Regions from separate parts of the Triticum aestivum genome. Here region 1 is linked to region 2. The links are chromatin contacts, called in public Hi-C maps. All regions are on one chromosome and are shown on one strand. Each heading gives the region's core, a stretch centred on a gene start, on an enhancer-like site or on the middle of the called end of the contact. The rest is flanking DNA. Distances are from core to core; before and after follow the strand shown. Region 1 has its middle 14 kb from the start of LOC123041350. Region 2 holds the start of LOC123045327.

The links. Hi-C and Micro-C count contacts between places; a contact is called where the count stands out from the background.
Region 1: a Hi-C map of leaf shows a contact between it and region 2, with 2.8 times the contacts expected there. The contact joins the enhancer-like site here to the promoter of LOC123045327 in region 2. A contact is called at or near these places in 2 of 5 Hi-C or Micro-C datasets (both in leaf).

Annotation. Positions count from the first base shown.
Region 1 is chr2B:438,032,361-438,035,164 of IWGSC CS RefSeq v2.1, forward strand. No RefSeq gene overlaps it. Among protein-coding and RNA genes, the nearest start is that of LOC123041350, 14 kb to the left of the region's middle. Within about 2 kb of position 1,516, at least 2 of the 8 cell types and tissues checked have an H3K27ac peak or open chromatin away from gene starts, as enhancers often do. A contact at or near this core is called in leaf, where this site is marked.
Region 2 is chr2B:437,812,509-437,815,653 of IWGSC CS RefSeq v2.1, forward strand. It overlaps LOC123045327, which reads right to left and starts at 1,472. Exons shown (of 11, transcript XM_044468325.1): 1 at 1,194-1,472. The coding sequence starts at 1,307.

The DNA of each region.
Region 1 (2,804 bases), core at 266-2,765, 220 kb after region 2:
CTGCCTAGTCCGACCCAACCGAACTTGTTCGACTGCAACCATGCTCCACCCTACGTCGTCTCCGCCCCGCACATCTCCGTGCATTGCTTGACGTCCCATGTTTGCATGGTCCCGCCACGACGCGCTCCAGACTCCTCCAAGCCTTATACGCACATCGTCAATCTGCCATCATTATGGTAGAAACCTTGTGTCCAATTAGCAACACTTCCAAAAGAAATTTACTTTCCTGATAGTCTCCATGGACGCAACAAAACTTTGCTCCCATAACTTCAAAAGTCTTTTCTTTATTGTGTTGTTGTCAATGCCACGGTCAATACCAAACCATACATATTGCTTTTTTTTTCAAACATATCTCTTCACGTGCAAGCCTTCACAGCTCAACGAACGCCTCTGCAGCCTCCTGTAGCACACAGTACATGACCACACGCCTGTGCACTGCCCTTGTGCAACTCAAGGGAAGTAGCCAGCCCAACACGGTTCTTGCTCCACCTGTGCCGCCGCCTCCCCTTTGCGCGCCTGTGTTATTATGTTGGCATAGGTTACATCGTGTGTCTATTCATTAAGAATAAGAGGATGTTTGGTCTTGTGCTAGAAGCGCTCGATCACACCAAATCAGATGAAGAATATCCTCCCCAACTATTCACCTCAGTGAAGAACGACAGGGTCTACACTCCGCTGTTTTACTTTTACCTTGTTAACTTCTTACAGATTACTCAACAATATTTAGAAGGCAGTGGATCGAGAACATGCTACCGAAAGAAGAAAGGAGATGAAGAAATTGCAGATGCATAATGTGGGTCTGAACATCAAGGAAAATCCTGAGCTGGCCCAATTGGATGGAAATGATGCTGAGATGATCCACCACCATCGCAGCGCCGGCTTGCATGCAGACTCATCCTCCCCATCCAGCTCAATTCCTTTGAATGGCACATCAAAAACAGATGACAGCATTTATATCAGCAACACATGCACACATCTCTCCCTCCGTTTCACTCAAGAGGAGCGGGAGCGGGAGACGACTGAAACGCAGCATGCCATATGACTTATGGGGGTGGACCCAGCTCCAATCATGTGCACAGGCAAGGACCACCCAAGAGAAAAAGGCAAAGGTTTATTCATTCATCTCTGATCCATGCTGATCACTTGATCAGCAACCAACCTAACCAAGGAATCCAGATAGATCAACAGAATGGTGCACAAAGGAGTGAAAAGAAGAAGATAGAAACAGTGTTGATTGATGGATGGATAGAGGCGTATCAATTAGGGACACATGGCATGGCCCTGGGCGAATAATGCATACTCAGGCGTCATTTGGTTTCACGGGATCCTCCCGGGATCCCTGCTATTTCCCTGGTTAAGAGCCCCACGTGGAAAGTTAGTCCCGATTTTCCTGCCGTGGCATTTGGTGGCACCGTGGAGGATAAATTCCCGTCCCAATCCACCCGATAGCCCCGAGTTTCCCACCCACGTCTCTACACATCGGGAGAACTGCCCCGGACGCCGTCCGCGTTCTCTTCGCGCGACTTCGCCTACCGCTTGTGCACTCGTCCGCAGGCTATTTTCCGGCCCTTCCTGTTGATAGTCTCCTCCACAACAGCTCACAGCGAGCCACCAAAGACCCAAATGGAAACGGGGAGATCACCCCCACAGGAGAAGGGAATCCCCTGTGTCCGTGAAAATCCCCCACAGGGGTTTGTTACCCTGGGTGGTCCTCCCTTTGCAACCAAACAAAGCCTCACCGGGAACAAATGGCCGGCTGGCTTGCTGGCTGCTGCTCCTTCCGTCCACGAAAAGAAGGGAACACATGCGGCATTACGTTCATGTCTGCACATCGAGAAGCCACTAATGCTAGGGATGGGAGGGGCCATGCGAGATTCAGCAACTGACCGCCGAGCGCCGAGCGAGACAGATGACGGGGCCTTGGCTGTAAAGGGCATCGCATCGCCTTTAGTCTTGTAGCATGCCCTGTCCTCTTCATTAATGCTGGAGTGCGTCACCAGCCATGCTTAGTGATTGTCTAATGATGTGATGATCCTCTCTATCTCCTTTCCAATCAACTCAAACATCAACTTTCTGGCTAGGGGTTGACTAATCTTAAATTTAGATTCGCCTCCGGCAGATCTCGACGAAATACATGGCGTTTTGTTTGGCCAAGTGGACTTATCGATGAAAAGATACGCAATCTTTGCGTATTTGCATAAGATAAAGTAGTAAAGTGGCACGAACCATATTTCCTCAAGCTAGAACTGTAGTATCCTACCTGTAGACCACACGGAGAGACTGATAACACAAGGCACTACGCAAGCAAAGCCATGTTCCACACAACTGAATGGCGTATCCGATGACCTAGTTCCAGCTTAGTCGTCTTGCTAGGGGCGAGGTTGTTGGATACATGATTAATGACCTGAACCTGTTAGAAGGTGAAAATACACTAAAATTACTTGTTTCAAAAAGGTTTTGGGACTTAGGTAGGTACAGTACTTCGTAAGTCCCGAGTCCAGAAAAGATGACTAATTGACTTGCTGAGAGAAATGTCTGCAGAAATTACGCCGAAAGCATGATTTGCTATAATGGTAGGGTGATCCTTGACTGAGATCAGTATCATGTAAAAATAAAACACCCAAAATGGCTGCTGGTGAAAACAAGAGGAGCAGAAAAGTTCTGACAGGCGATATGCTGGGCGGCATAATCATTCTGTACTGACTTCAATCAACCCTCTTTTATGCCCTGTTTCCTCCGATTCCAAGGACCGCAATAGTTGAAGCGTCACCAACAAATCACTAGGGGGCATAGCATTCCCATCA
Region 2 (3,145 bases), core at 222-2,721:
AGCATTAACAAATAGCAGGAAAAACCATTCTGACAGGAATTTGGCAGTCTGGATCCATTAGATCACGTTGTACAAAAGCTAAGGTTTGGCCCACCTAGATATTTGAAGTTTTGATCCTACAAGGGCAATAGCAAATAGTACATCGTCAACAGCTTTGAGATTCACTGCTTGCTAGTAACATGCCCCATCTGCAAGTCACAAATGGCAGTGGTAGCCTTCTAGCGAAACGAACCAGTATGCAAAAGCAAACCATACTACATTTAACATTGGCATGCTTAAATCTTCTCCTTCATTATCGCCGCGTGCAAAAGCGTCAACTTTTTATTCTTATCCCAAAACATCAAAAGGAAAAGCTAAATGAAATAAAAGACTTCTTACAGATTAATCAGAGCACTGCACTCATCCACGGTACTGCTCTACAAATGTAGCCATGACTAAAATCCCGTAGTCCCTTTCAAGCATCTATCAACACCTCAATCACTTTCATCTAAGTTGGACTGACTACATTGCTGTTGAAATGGAAGATGCCGGTATGACTCAGCAATCAGTACTCCCTAAATATAAAAGATTTTCTGATATTAATCTTGAACATATATAAAATCAGCAGCAAGCACTAACATATTTCGATATATAACAATCATCAGCCAAGTTTATCGCATATAAAAAATTATTCCACTAATGACTTTGAATTGCTGACCCGAGACTCGTTCCAGATAGCACCTTTCTCCACTAAAAGTTTCCTGCCGTAGACTTTGACCAGCAGAGCCAAGCCACAAATATCAAACGCGTGTAACAGCCAGAATAACACATAAAACAATCAGCTCTCACAAATTTCACATATTATAGAAATATAAAAATATCGTTACAGCAGTCGCATAGAACTCTTGCTTTGTTCATCCTCACGCGTAGAAGAAGAAAGGCAGACGAAGAGAAAAAAAAAACGATCTCTCTATCCCTCGCTGGAGTTTGATTCCCTTCGATCTCACATAATCGCTACGAGCAAAAACAATTCACCGCAGCCAACAACAAGGACCGATATACACACAAAAACAAAATAGAAACAGCCCGGCAATACCGCTAACTTCTCGATCGGCCAAGCCCCTCGCGATCCAATTTAAGGACGTATTCCAAACCAGCAGCGCGTAATGATTCCAGGAAAAGAAATCGTAGTCAGAGTAGGGAGTCGGCGAAACCTGGGCGGCGTCGACGAGGTTGTCGAGCTTGGCGGGCGGCGGCCGTTGGTCCTTCTTCTCCTTGTGGTGGTGGGGGAGGGCGAGGCCCCGAAACTTGCGCAATGGCGATTTCATCGTCGAATCCAGAAACTATGGCCAATTCGTGCTCCGGCGATGATTCGAAGAGGGGAGAGGAGGGAGAAAGAGGAGGTTTGTTTCTTGTTTGACAGGATGGATTTCGGAAGACCAGAAATGGAGGAGGGAGAATACGATGTCTTCCTTTATGGAGATGCTACTGGTGTTTTGGGAACGGAAAATAATTGTAAACAATTCGGTCCATGTTTGACCTGACGCAGCCAGTTTGACCAGAAAAACGAGAATATCCCCTCGCTCAATAAATGGGAAGATGAGAACAAACTGTAAAACAATGGGCCACGCTAGGCCGATCACCGCGTGCCTCCGTTTGCCTTAATTCTTCTCCCAAAAATCACATTTATTTCAAAAAAAATCTTAGTAAATTTTGAAAAACATGAAAAAAAATTAGAAACTAACATTGGGCACTGGATCAATATGTTATCCCAAAAATAATATAAATTGTTGTCAAAAGTATGTGAAATTATAAAATATTGGTATGAAACAATAAAAAATTAGGACAATTACATTTGTGTCATTGATTGAAATCCACTACACAGATTTGCCCATAATTTCAAAGCATGCTTAAATTTGCCCCTCTGTCGTTAGTTTCCATTATAGAAATGCCCTTCTGCGCCGTTACCGTCCGGTCAAAGAGCTTTGACCATCTTGAAACACTAGCAAAAAAATAAAAAAAATCTAAATTTCTGTGAGATCAAATATACTTAGATGCGTGCAATTCTTCGTGCTATTTAGACATACCAGGAGCTTGTAGTAAAGGAAAACAATAAATCTGTACGTCTTTGAATAGTAAATTCAAAAACATATAAAATTTTTGGCATCCAAAATGCTCGGGTGCGCAAAGTGTGTGCAAAATTTTGTTATCAAATGACATGCGAGGAGGTCTAGCAAAAAGAAACGGAAATAGTGCATTTTTTAAAAGTTTTTCCTGAGGCAAGTTATTTTTCTCCACGAGCTCCTACAATGTTGAAACACAACAAATTTTGGCAAACATCTTGCGCACCACGCATCTTGGATGCCAAAAAAATCATATGTTTTTTAATTTTCTTGCTATTTTTTTGTATTTATTGTTCACATGCGTACATATTTACTGTTTTTCCTTTGCGAGCTCCTATAATATCCAAACAGCATGAAAATTTGCACGCACCTAGGTACCTTCGGTCCAATAAAATTTCAGGGTTTTTTTGAATTTTTTTTGCTATTTTTTCGTGATGGTCAAAGCTCTTTGACCGGACGGTAACGTCGCAGATGGGCATTTCTATAAGGGCTACTAAAGGCAGAGGGGAAAAATTGAGCATGCTTTGAAATTAGGGGCAAATCTAAGTAGTGGTGTGACGCCCCCGATTCAATCGTACACTAATCATGCACGCAAACGTGTACGATCAAGATCAGGAACTCACGGGAAGATATCACAACACAACTCTAAAAACATAAATAAGTCATACAAGCATCATATTACAAGCCAGGGGCCTCGAGGGCTCGAATACAAGTGCTCGATCATAGACGAGTCAGCGGAAGCAACAATATCTGAGTACAGACATAAGTTAAACAAGTTGCCATAAGATGGCTAGCACAAACTGGGATACAGATCGAAAGAGGCGCATGCCTCCTGCCTGGGATCCTCCTAACTACTCCTAGTCGTCGTCAGCGGCCTGCACGTAGTAGTAGGCACCTCCAGAGTAGTAGTCGTCGTCCACGGTGGCGTCTGGGTCCTGGGCTCCAACGTCTGGTTGCGGCATCCGAGAAGAAGAGGAAAACGAGGGAAAAGAGGGAGCAAAGCAACCGTGAGTACTCATTGTCGTGGTTCTAAGTCTGACAGT